Linked DNA regions of Mus musculus: region 2 is linked to region 1. The links are chromatin contacts, called in public Hi-C maps. All regions are on one chromosome and are shown on one strand. Each heading gives the region's core, a stretch centred on a gene start, on an enhancer-like site or on the middle of the called end of the contact. The rest is flanking DNA. Distances are from core to core; before and after follow the strand shown. Region 1 holds the start of Mpo (myeloperoxidase). Region 2 overlaps Tex14 (testis expressed gene 14).

What was found. Hi-C and Micro-C count contacts between places; a contact is called where the count stands out from the background.
Region 2: a contact with region 1 is called in a Hi-C map of the P5424 cell line, with 1.7 times the contacts expected there. The contact joins the enhancer-like site here to the promoter of Mpo in region 1. A contact is called at or near these places in 10 of 39 promoter capture datasets (the C10 cell line, the HPC-7 cell line, embryonic stem cells and 5 more), 3 of 484 Hi-C or Micro-C datasets (B cells, the P5424 cell line and liver) and 3 of 9 other capture datasets (adipose tissue, liver and pancreatic islet).

What each region holds. Positions count from the first base shown.
Region 1 is chr11:87,790,645-87,795,405 of GRCm38.p6, forward strand. It overlaps Mpo (myeloperoxidase), which reads left to right and starts at 3,140. Exons shown (of 14, transcript NM_010824.2): 1 at 3,140-3,431; 2 at 3,893-3,970; 3 at 4,130-4,223; 4 at 4,552-4,727. The coding sequence starts at 3,895. Gm34064 (a long non-coding RNA gene) reads right to left here and starts at 4,574. Exons shown (of 3, transcript XR_388944.3): 1 at 4,344-4,574. RefSeq lists promoters at 1,841-3,123, 2,833-2,954, 3,122-3,263, 3,235-3,436, 3,451-3,903, cis regulatory regions at 2,808-2,882, 2,951-2,984 and an enhancer at 2,822-2,845.
Region 2 is chr11:87,541,501-87,545,823 of GRCm38.p6, forward strand. Tex14 (testis expressed gene 14) reads left to right here. Exons shown (of 31, transcript NM_031386.2): 26 at 990-1,067; 27 at 1,784-1,877. Among named protein-coding and RNA genes, the nearest start is that of Gm34000, 23 kb to the right of the region's middle. Within about 2 kb of position 1,556, at least 18 of the 459 cell types and tissues checked have an H3K27ac peak or open chromatin away from gene starts, as enhancers often do. A contact at or near this core is called in the P5424 cell line, where this site is marked.

The sequences.
Region 1 (4,761 bases), core at 1,890-4,389:
GTGGCAGGGTCAAATGGTCAGGATCATTGGAAAGTCACAAAGCATCTCCGGCCCTCGTGCCCGCTCAGGCCCACAACCTTAACCTGAGCAGGTTAGACAGGAATTCACCCCTCCCATGGGTAGAGAGCTACAGATTTGATTTCTCTTTCTCAACATTCCTTGCTTCTTGCTGCCTATGGAAAGGCAGGGCAGCATCCCAACTGGTTTTCCACTGGAATTCACAGTGTTTTCAGCCTCTGGGTCTGCAATCTCTGTCTTGCCTTGTGTTGCTTGGGTGATTTACATTCTCTTGCTCCCTGGGCCCTTAAGGACACACATTCAAAAGAGGGTTGTGCCCCATGTGTCTCTTCGACCTAACCACGTGCCACTCTGCCCCAGCACTGAGACAATCTGAATGGTATCTGGTGTTTGGGGAATGTCTTTCCCCAATTTGTGTTTCTTTGATCATTCCAAACATCATTCAACAGCACATCTAAAACATAGATTGTTCAAGGAAGTCTTTTTTTTTTTTTTTTGTCTCCCTGAGTCCCAGTTGACCCAAGTGCTGTGACAATCTGTGGGGTGAGCCAGGTGTGTAGGTGTGACACTTTGTGCAGGTGTATAACAGCATTGTCAGCATTGTCTACCTTCTGGCTTCCTCCTTGGGAGCGCCTTAAAGATAGGGTCCATACTTGGCTCCAGCAAGTGATTCCCTGTCCGCTGTTGCCCAAAGCACAGCATATGCAAGGACTTAATAAATATCCATAAATTAAGTCACCGACAAAAGTCAGCTGCAGAGATCTGCTTGGCTTGGAGTTCAGGGAGCCTGACAGATTATTCTGAACTGTGCCACACGGTATCCTTGGCAACAGCATTTCCTTGTTGGACTTTCTTTTTACTATCTCTGGTTTTTGTTTTTGTTTTTGTTTTGTTTTTTAAGCCATTAAATGTTTCTTCCTTCCAATCACTTCAAAAGGCCTGAGGAAGGGAGTTGGGAGCAAGTGCTGTCATGCTTCGCTGCTGGAAAGAAGGCATGTAGACCTCATGAGGGGCATTCGGCAATACATTCTGAAGCCCTAAAATTGTGCAAGCCCAATTTTTACTGCTAAGATATCTTGAAAAAAAATTGAGACTGAGTCTTGTTCTGTCTCAAATAGGCTGGCTTCAAGATCAGCATCACTTGCCTTATATACCCAGTGCTGGGATTAGAAGCAAGCAGAACTGCCCCCCTGACTGAGACTTCTTGCCTAAGGACACAACCAAAGATGTGACTAGAGATTTAACTCCAAAGATGTTTCTCCAAATATCGTCCATAGCAGTGAAAACTGGAAACAACCCAAGGTTTATAAAGCACATACATTGTTCATACAAAATCTGCAAGCGTCAAAATAAAGCCAATGGTGTCTGCCATGGTGGTGCAAACCTTTACATCCCAGCACTAGGGAGGAAGAGGCAGATAGATCTCTATAAGCTGGAGGCTAGCCTGGTTTACATAGTGAATTCCAAAACAACTAGGACTCTATAGAAATACTCTGTCTCAAAACAAACAAACAAAATGGACTGAAACAAAAGATGTCAGAGAGCTGATTCAGTGGCCAAAGTCACCTGCACCAAAAAGAGAGCTGACTCCTGCAGTCTGGCCTCTGACAACTCTGTGCAGGTGCAGACACTCCAGCGGAGGACTAAATACATACAATGAAACCAACTTTAAAAATGAAACAAATGCAAATGCATTGACAAGGAGGTGTGTGGACTAAACTGTTGAGTCCTGTAAGAGGTTGTGCCGGGTGAGGTGGCAGCATTTGTTCAAGATCCTGGTAATCCAGAGGCTGATACAAGTTCAAAAGGAGCTCAAGTTCATGATCAGCCTGGGCAATGTTATAAGATCTTGGCATATATATATATATCCCTCCCTCCCTTCCTCTCTTCCTCCCTTCTTCCCTCTCTCTCCCGAGACAGGGTTTCTCTGTGTAGCCCTGGCTGTCCTAAACTCACTCTGTAGACCAGGCTGGCCTCCAACTTACAGAGATCTCCCTGCCTCTGCCTCCCAAGTGCTGAGATTAAAGGCACGTGCCACCACTGCCCTGCTAAAATTATCCTTAATAGTCTTAAAACAAATATTATTTCTATACAAAAGATAGTCAATCATTAAAGTATTAGTGAGTACTGGGATTATGGGAAATTTTATTCTTTCTTGCTGCTGATTTGTGTGAAACAAAATGACAAATCTTGAAAAAGAATCACCTACAGTAGCAATTGGTTATAAGTAGTTTCTATTTAATTTGTTTTATTTTGAGACAAGGTCTCATGTAAGTCAGGGTGGCTTCAAGTTAGCTATTCAGCTAAGGCTGGGCCAGCACTTGAGGCTCAATTTATTTTTATCTCTTGCTTATTCTTGTCCTGCGGGTTCTAATTAATGAAAATATGTTAACCTGTAGACTCAAAAAGTATTCTCGAAAGCTTTAACATTCTAGAATCCAACTCTCAAAAAGCTACTTGTCGGGGAGTTCACAAAAAGCAAGACCGGAAGAATACATGATTTCTTTCTCCTGAGTCTGGGATCTGTTTCCCAGGTGATAGGACCCAGGGCACAGTGGGAAGATGTGTGAGTGTGGCTTTGTCCCTTGCTCCTTAGCCAAGATGGGATCTGAGCATAGACAAGTGTGGTCCATAGGAGATGACCAAAGTAGTCCTGCCCCAGGGTCTCCGGAGGTAGGCAGGCACCGGACTGTTCCTGATTGAGAGTGGTTTGCCTTCCTTGGGGGAGAATGCCTCCTTTTCTATTTCATAACCATCTTTAACCTGAACCTTCCTAACAGACAAGCCCTGGGCTGCTTCACCAACTGACCATTAACCACAACCAGCTCTGCCTGCTCCGAAATCAGCTCTGGGTCCTTCTCTGCCTGAAGATAAGAGGAAGGGGCTGTGGAGAGAGAGAGGAAGTTGCCTTTGTCCCGAGCCTGGAGCCCCCAGGACCCTTCTTCCTGAGAAGCCTAACTGTCTTCAGCCAGATTTCCTGTCTCCTCAGCCCCACTGAGAGCTGGGGGGGGGTCCTCACTAAGGTTGGAGTGGGGGTGACTTTGAGGCCCTCAAGGGGGTCAAGCATTGCTACATCTTCCCTGTGACCCTCCCCTCTCTCCATGGGGCTACGCTACTCCCCATAACTTCTCAGCTTTAGCTCCCTGAATTTTGGTTCTTTCAAAGGATTTGGGACACTCAGTTTAACCAACACTTTGAGGGGCTGGTTGTTTGTGCTCTCCGGGAGAAGCTCTGATCCATTCCTTTGTCCACCCCTCCTTCTTCATAGACCCCTTTCTGTGCACCCCTAACCCCAGTGGGGGAGGAGAGTCTAGTCTTGGGATAGGTCCATCTCTTTTTAGGTCAGCCCGCCCCCAGCTTTTACACCCCAGGCATAAAAACCCGTTGTCAGTGAGAGGAGTTGACAGTGTCAGGTAAGTGGTGAAGTTGAGCTCTTGGGGACTGGGGACTATAGCTGGAGGGGGTCTTGGGTTGTACACCTCTTCATAGACCAGGCCCACTAGGGTAGGGCTGTGTATAAAGGGGAGAGGAGGGGGCTTGGGAGGAGGAGAATTGTAAAACCTCTCTTTTTTCAAAAGCTCTGGATACTTCCTGAGCTGAGGTTTTTGTTTTTTGTCTTGTTTTGTTTTGTTTTGTTTTGTTTTGTTTTGTTTTGTTTTGTTTTGTTTTGTTTTTTTAAAGGTTTATTTATTTATTATATGTAAGTACACTGCAGCTGTCCTTAGATACTCCAGAAGAGAGCATCAGATTTTGTTACGGATGGTTGTGAGCCACCATGTGGTTGCTGGGATTTGAACTCGGGACCTTTGGAAGAGCAGTCGGCGCTCTTAACCACTGAGCAATCTCCCCAGCCCCCTTGTTTTTTGTCTTGCAGAGATGAAGCTACTCTTGGCCTTGGCAGGCCTCCTGGCCCCTCTGGCCATGCTTCAGACCTCCAATGGTGCCACCCCAGGTGATAGTGCCAAAAGGAGGGTGGACTAAGGGATTGGGGGTAGGGGGTGGGGATTCTCAGCCCAGCATCTCCCCTTCCCCTGGATAGGCTTCCTTTGCTTTGGGGCCTGATGTAGGGCTTTGGGGCCAGCCCTGACCTTATGATTTATGCTCTGGGCAGCTCTCCTGGGGGAAGTGGAGAATTCAGTTGTGCTGAGCTGTATGGAAGAGGCCAAGCAGCTAGTGGACAGAGCCTACAAGGAGCGGAGAGAAAGGTGAGGGTGCCAGGCCCTGTGTGGCCCTGGGCAAAACTGCTTCAAGTCTTCTGGAGAAAGGGCACACAGTGGGGGGAGGGGGGTTGTAGAAAGGATGAGGGCCTACAGGTGAAATCGTACCTGGTCTGCCTCTACTTGAGTTTCTGGCTGTCAGAACATCTTCAGTGGCCTTGCTTTCTGTCTGGACATCCAGGTCCATGTCCTTTTGACAAAAGAAATGCACTGCTCCTCCGTGGTTCTCTCCAGAGTTCTTTCTGCCTGCTCACCGCAGGCTGGCCTTTGCTGAGTGTCTCTATCCCCCTTCTCTGGCCCTCCCTTGTCTAAACAGCATCAAGCGGAGCCTCCAAAGCGGCTCTGCCAGCCCCACGGAGCTCCTGTTTTACTTCAAGCAGCCGGTGGCGGGCACCAGAACAGCTGTGAGGGCCGCTGATTATCTACATGTGGCCCTAGACCTGCTGAAGAGGAAGCTGCAGCCCCTGTGGCCAAGGCCTTTCAATGTTACAGGTACTCTAACTCCTTTTGTGCTACCACCTCCACC
Region 2 (4,323 bases), core at 306-2,805, 250 kb before region 1:
ATAGGGCTGTGGTTAGGATTGTGAACATGACTCCTAAACTGATGTACATAAATATTTAATACCTGCCACCTAGGCCTCTGTGTTACCTAGCAGCAGCAGCAGCAGCAGCAGCAGCATCTTCGTCCTTGGTGTTTTGTTTTTAAGACAGGGTCTACATGTGTAATTCTGGCTGGCCTGAAACTCACAACAGTGTGCCTGCTTTTGCCTTCTAAGTGCTTGTAGTAAAGGTGCACACTGTCACACTCAGCCTGTTTTCTTGTTTGCATTTTTACACTGTGTGTGTGTGTGTGTGTGTGTGTGTGTGTGTGTGTGTGTACATAAATGCACATTCCATAGAGCTTGTGTGGAGATCAGGACAGTTGGAAGGAGTTGTTTGTTGCCTTAACCCATCAAAACATCTCGCTAGCCCTTTGTTTGTTTGTTTGCTGTTATTGTTTTTTTGAGACAAAGTTTCATGTAATAGAGTCTAGCCTTGAACTCCATGTATATAGCCAAGGCTGACCTTTATAAGTTTCTGCTTCCACCTCCCACCTCCTGAGATACGCACCACATATCTCCTAATGTTTTGTTTTGTTTTGAGACAGGATCTCACTCTACGTCCTGGCTAGCCTAGAACTTGCTATATAATTCAGATTGGCATCAAACTTGAAGTTTTTCTGCTTGTGCCTCCTGAGTACTGAAATAGTAGGCATGTGCTACCACATCTACTATCAATCGTTTAAAAACTCTTTGTCAAATGTTTTTTGGGGCTTTCTTACTTGAAGAATTCCTTTTGAACTCAGAGTGTACTAAAGTAGTGACTTTGAAGTTTTTCAGGAGTCAGAGTCATGTAAGAGGGCGGAGTTAAACTGCCATGGTTTCAGGTTTACGAGGTTTGAGTCTGACCAGTAGTGCTTGTCTGAAGCCTGGCCTCTGAGAGCCACTGTCCTAGAAAACGGTGTGGTCTGGAAAGGGAGGGTAAGTCGCCCTCTGCTTTTGTACTGTGACAGAGCAACTGAAGCAGCAGCAGGTCTCATCCCTGGCGTCACATGAGAACACGGCACGTGATCTGAGTGTCACTAACAAGGGTAAGCTCAGACTTAGGTCTTTATGTAGTGCATCTCTTAGCAGCATAGTGGTATATGTGGGAAAGTGTGGCTTAGGTTGGGTAAAACTCCATTTTAATTCGATTCCACCAGTTAATGTCCTGTGACAAACTATTTCATTTCTGAACTTCATCTATCCTTATCTGTGAAATGGGAACAATAGTATGATACATAATAGCTCTATGCACAGTGCCTGGTACACTAAAATAATTAGCAAGTGTTAGTCCTCTGCCTTTCATAGGTCTGCTGGCCAGATGCAAGGAGACAGTATTTATAAAATGCTTTGCATACATTAAAGGAATCAGCCTCATACCATACAGATTCCTTCTGTGAAGTTCTACCTTTGTCTAGGCAGCAAAGAAGGGAAGAGTGTCCTCCAGTACAGTTGTGTGGTCTATTTTTAGAGTTGTTTGCCTCTTTTGTGTGCCTTCCTTGCTTTGCTTTGTCTAGTTCTCTGAACTTGGCACTGGCTAGGTTTCCTGTAGCTTCACCTGGCACCAGAGATCTCCCAAGACCCCAGAAGCAGCTGCTGTGAACGCTGGTGTCCTGTGGACTGCCACCTGGCCCTCTGCTCTCCTGGGAACGTGGGGCTGCTGCATCACAGAAAGACCTGATGGCCTTGATTTTTACAATTCCTTTCAAAGGATGCTCTTAAGCGTTTTTCACTTTAATAAAGTTAGCTCTCTCCATTGCTTTAGATAAGAAGCATTTGGAAGAACAAGAAACCAACAGTAGTAAAGACAGCAGTTTTCTTTCCAGCAGAGAAATTCAGGATCTGGAAGATACAGAGAGGTAACAAAAAACAAACTAGACTTTTGAAAGGATTTAAAAATTGTGTTTGTATATATTAGTTTTTATTATATTAACAAATTAGAAGGAACAGAATAATATTTTTCTTTATTCTCTTCTCTTCATTGCTCTTCATTTTGTTTTATATTAGCATGTATTAATTATGTAGAGTAAGTCTCGGGGTGTTTTCATACAGGTGTACAATGTGTTTTTTATCAAGTGTGCCTCCCACTGCCCTCTCTCGTTTTTTCTCTCTCTCTCTAGTTCCCTTCTTCCCTCCTGTCTTTTGTGGAGGGTGTGTGACCTAATGAGTGTCAGTAGGGTTTCTCACAGAAGTGTGGGTGAGGGGTTACTTATAAGACCCGAACACTTCACCAGTGGCTGCACCACTGAAGAGCCCATCTCTCCTCCCCAGCAATCATTAACTGTCTAGAGATCCACAGGGCAGGATGGGAGCTGGTGAGCCCCTTCCACCTAGTTGTTTATACTTTGTGATTAAAATACATGTAATATTTAATCACTTTTCCTAACAAATTTAAAATGTACAGCCCAATGTTAATTATATAGTTACTATCCATGATGGTTAACTTAAAAGTTTTTGAAATATTTTTGTTTGTTTTTCCTTCTTTTCTTTCCTTTTCTCTTTTCTTTTCTTTCTTTCTCTCTTTCTTTCTTTCTTTCTTTCTTTCTTTCTTCCTTCCTTCCTTCCTTCCTTCCTTCCTTCCTTCCTTTCTTTCTTTCTTCCTCTCTTTCTTTTTTTCTTTTTTTTTTTTTTGAGACAGGTTCTTACTATATAGCTCTGACTGCTCTGGAACTCACTATTTAAATGTAATTTGACATGTGAAAGGAAAACACAGAGCGTTTTTCCTAGTATAATGATATCCAAGTTCTATCCACTTTTCTGCAAGTGTCATAATTTCATTCTTTTAAAAATTGTGTGTGTGTGTGTGTGTGTGTGTGTGTGTTGTGTGTGTGTGTGTGTGAGAGTAAATGAGTATGTTTATACATGTCACATACCACAGTGTTCTTGGGAAAGTCAGGGAAGAACTTGGGGGTGTTAGTTCTCTCCTTCTACGCTGTGGGTCCTAAGGACTGAACTCCCTAGTCAGGCTTGAGTGGAAGATGTTTCCCTGCTGAGCCATCTTACTGGGCCTTGTTCCTTTTCACAGAATGTATACTTAGCACTTCTTTTGTTTGAGACAGGGTCTGACACTGTTTCCTAGGCTGTATTTGAACTTGTGCCTGTTGTGGTAATTTCTTACCCCAATAAACCCATATGAAAACACACACAACTGAATTATTACAAGTGTCTTAGTTAGGGTTTTACTGCTGAGAACAGATACCATGACCAAGGCAAGTCTTATAAAAGACAACATTTAATTGGGGCTGGCTTACAGGGTCAGTTCAGTATCATCAAAGCAGGAATATGGAAGCCTCCAGGCAGGCATGATGCCGGAGGAACTGAGAGTTCTACATCTTCATCTGAAGGCTGAGAGTGGAAGACTGACTTTCAGGCAGCTAGGGTGAGGGTCTTAAAGTCCACACCCACAGTGACACACCTACTCTAACAAGGCCACACCTACTCCAACAGGTACATGCCTTCTAATAGTGCCACTCCCTGGGCCAACCATATACAAACCATTGCATAAGTTATATGCCTAGTTTGGGCAGATCTATCACTATACGTGATATACTCCTTGTTAGTGGCAGCCTCTCTTGAGAAAGCAGAATTAACATCAAAATACAAACAGTACCAGGGTAACCCACAACATATGCCAGGCCTCCTGCCTTAACCTCTGGACTGTTGAGGCTATAGGCATGTTCCATAATGCTGGGCTTCATGGTTTTTTCCTGGTTTATCTGTTGATGGAACTGTAGGCTGGTTTTGAGGTCTTGCTTTCAATTTTTAAAAGATTTATTATTTATTAGTTTTTGTGTGTATGTATGTGTGCCAGTGTATGTACATCAGTGTATGTGTATATGTATATGTGCCAGTGTATGTACCTCAGTGTGTGCTTGCCAGTGTATATACATCATTGTGTGTGCGTGCGTGCGTGCATCCGCCAGTGTATGTACATCATGTGCAGTCAGGTGTCTGAAGAAGTCAGAAGAGAAAGTTACATAGGGGTTCTGAGAACTAAACTCAGGTCCTCTCTAAGAGCATTAGTGCTCTTAACTCCTAAGCAATCTTTCCACTCCCTTGCCTTCAGTTATTTTGATATATACCCAGAAATGATATTTCTAGATCATATGGTAAATCTATTTTTAATTTTTTTAAGTAATCATTGCACTGATTTCCATAGCAGCTGCACCATTCTGTGCTCCCATCTACACTACACAAGGGTTCCACTCTCTCCTCGCCTTTGCCACTTGTTATTTCTAATATTGGCCAGGACTAGGAAGAGGCGAGTTTTACATCCTTGAACACAACCTGAAGGGTTTTTTTTTT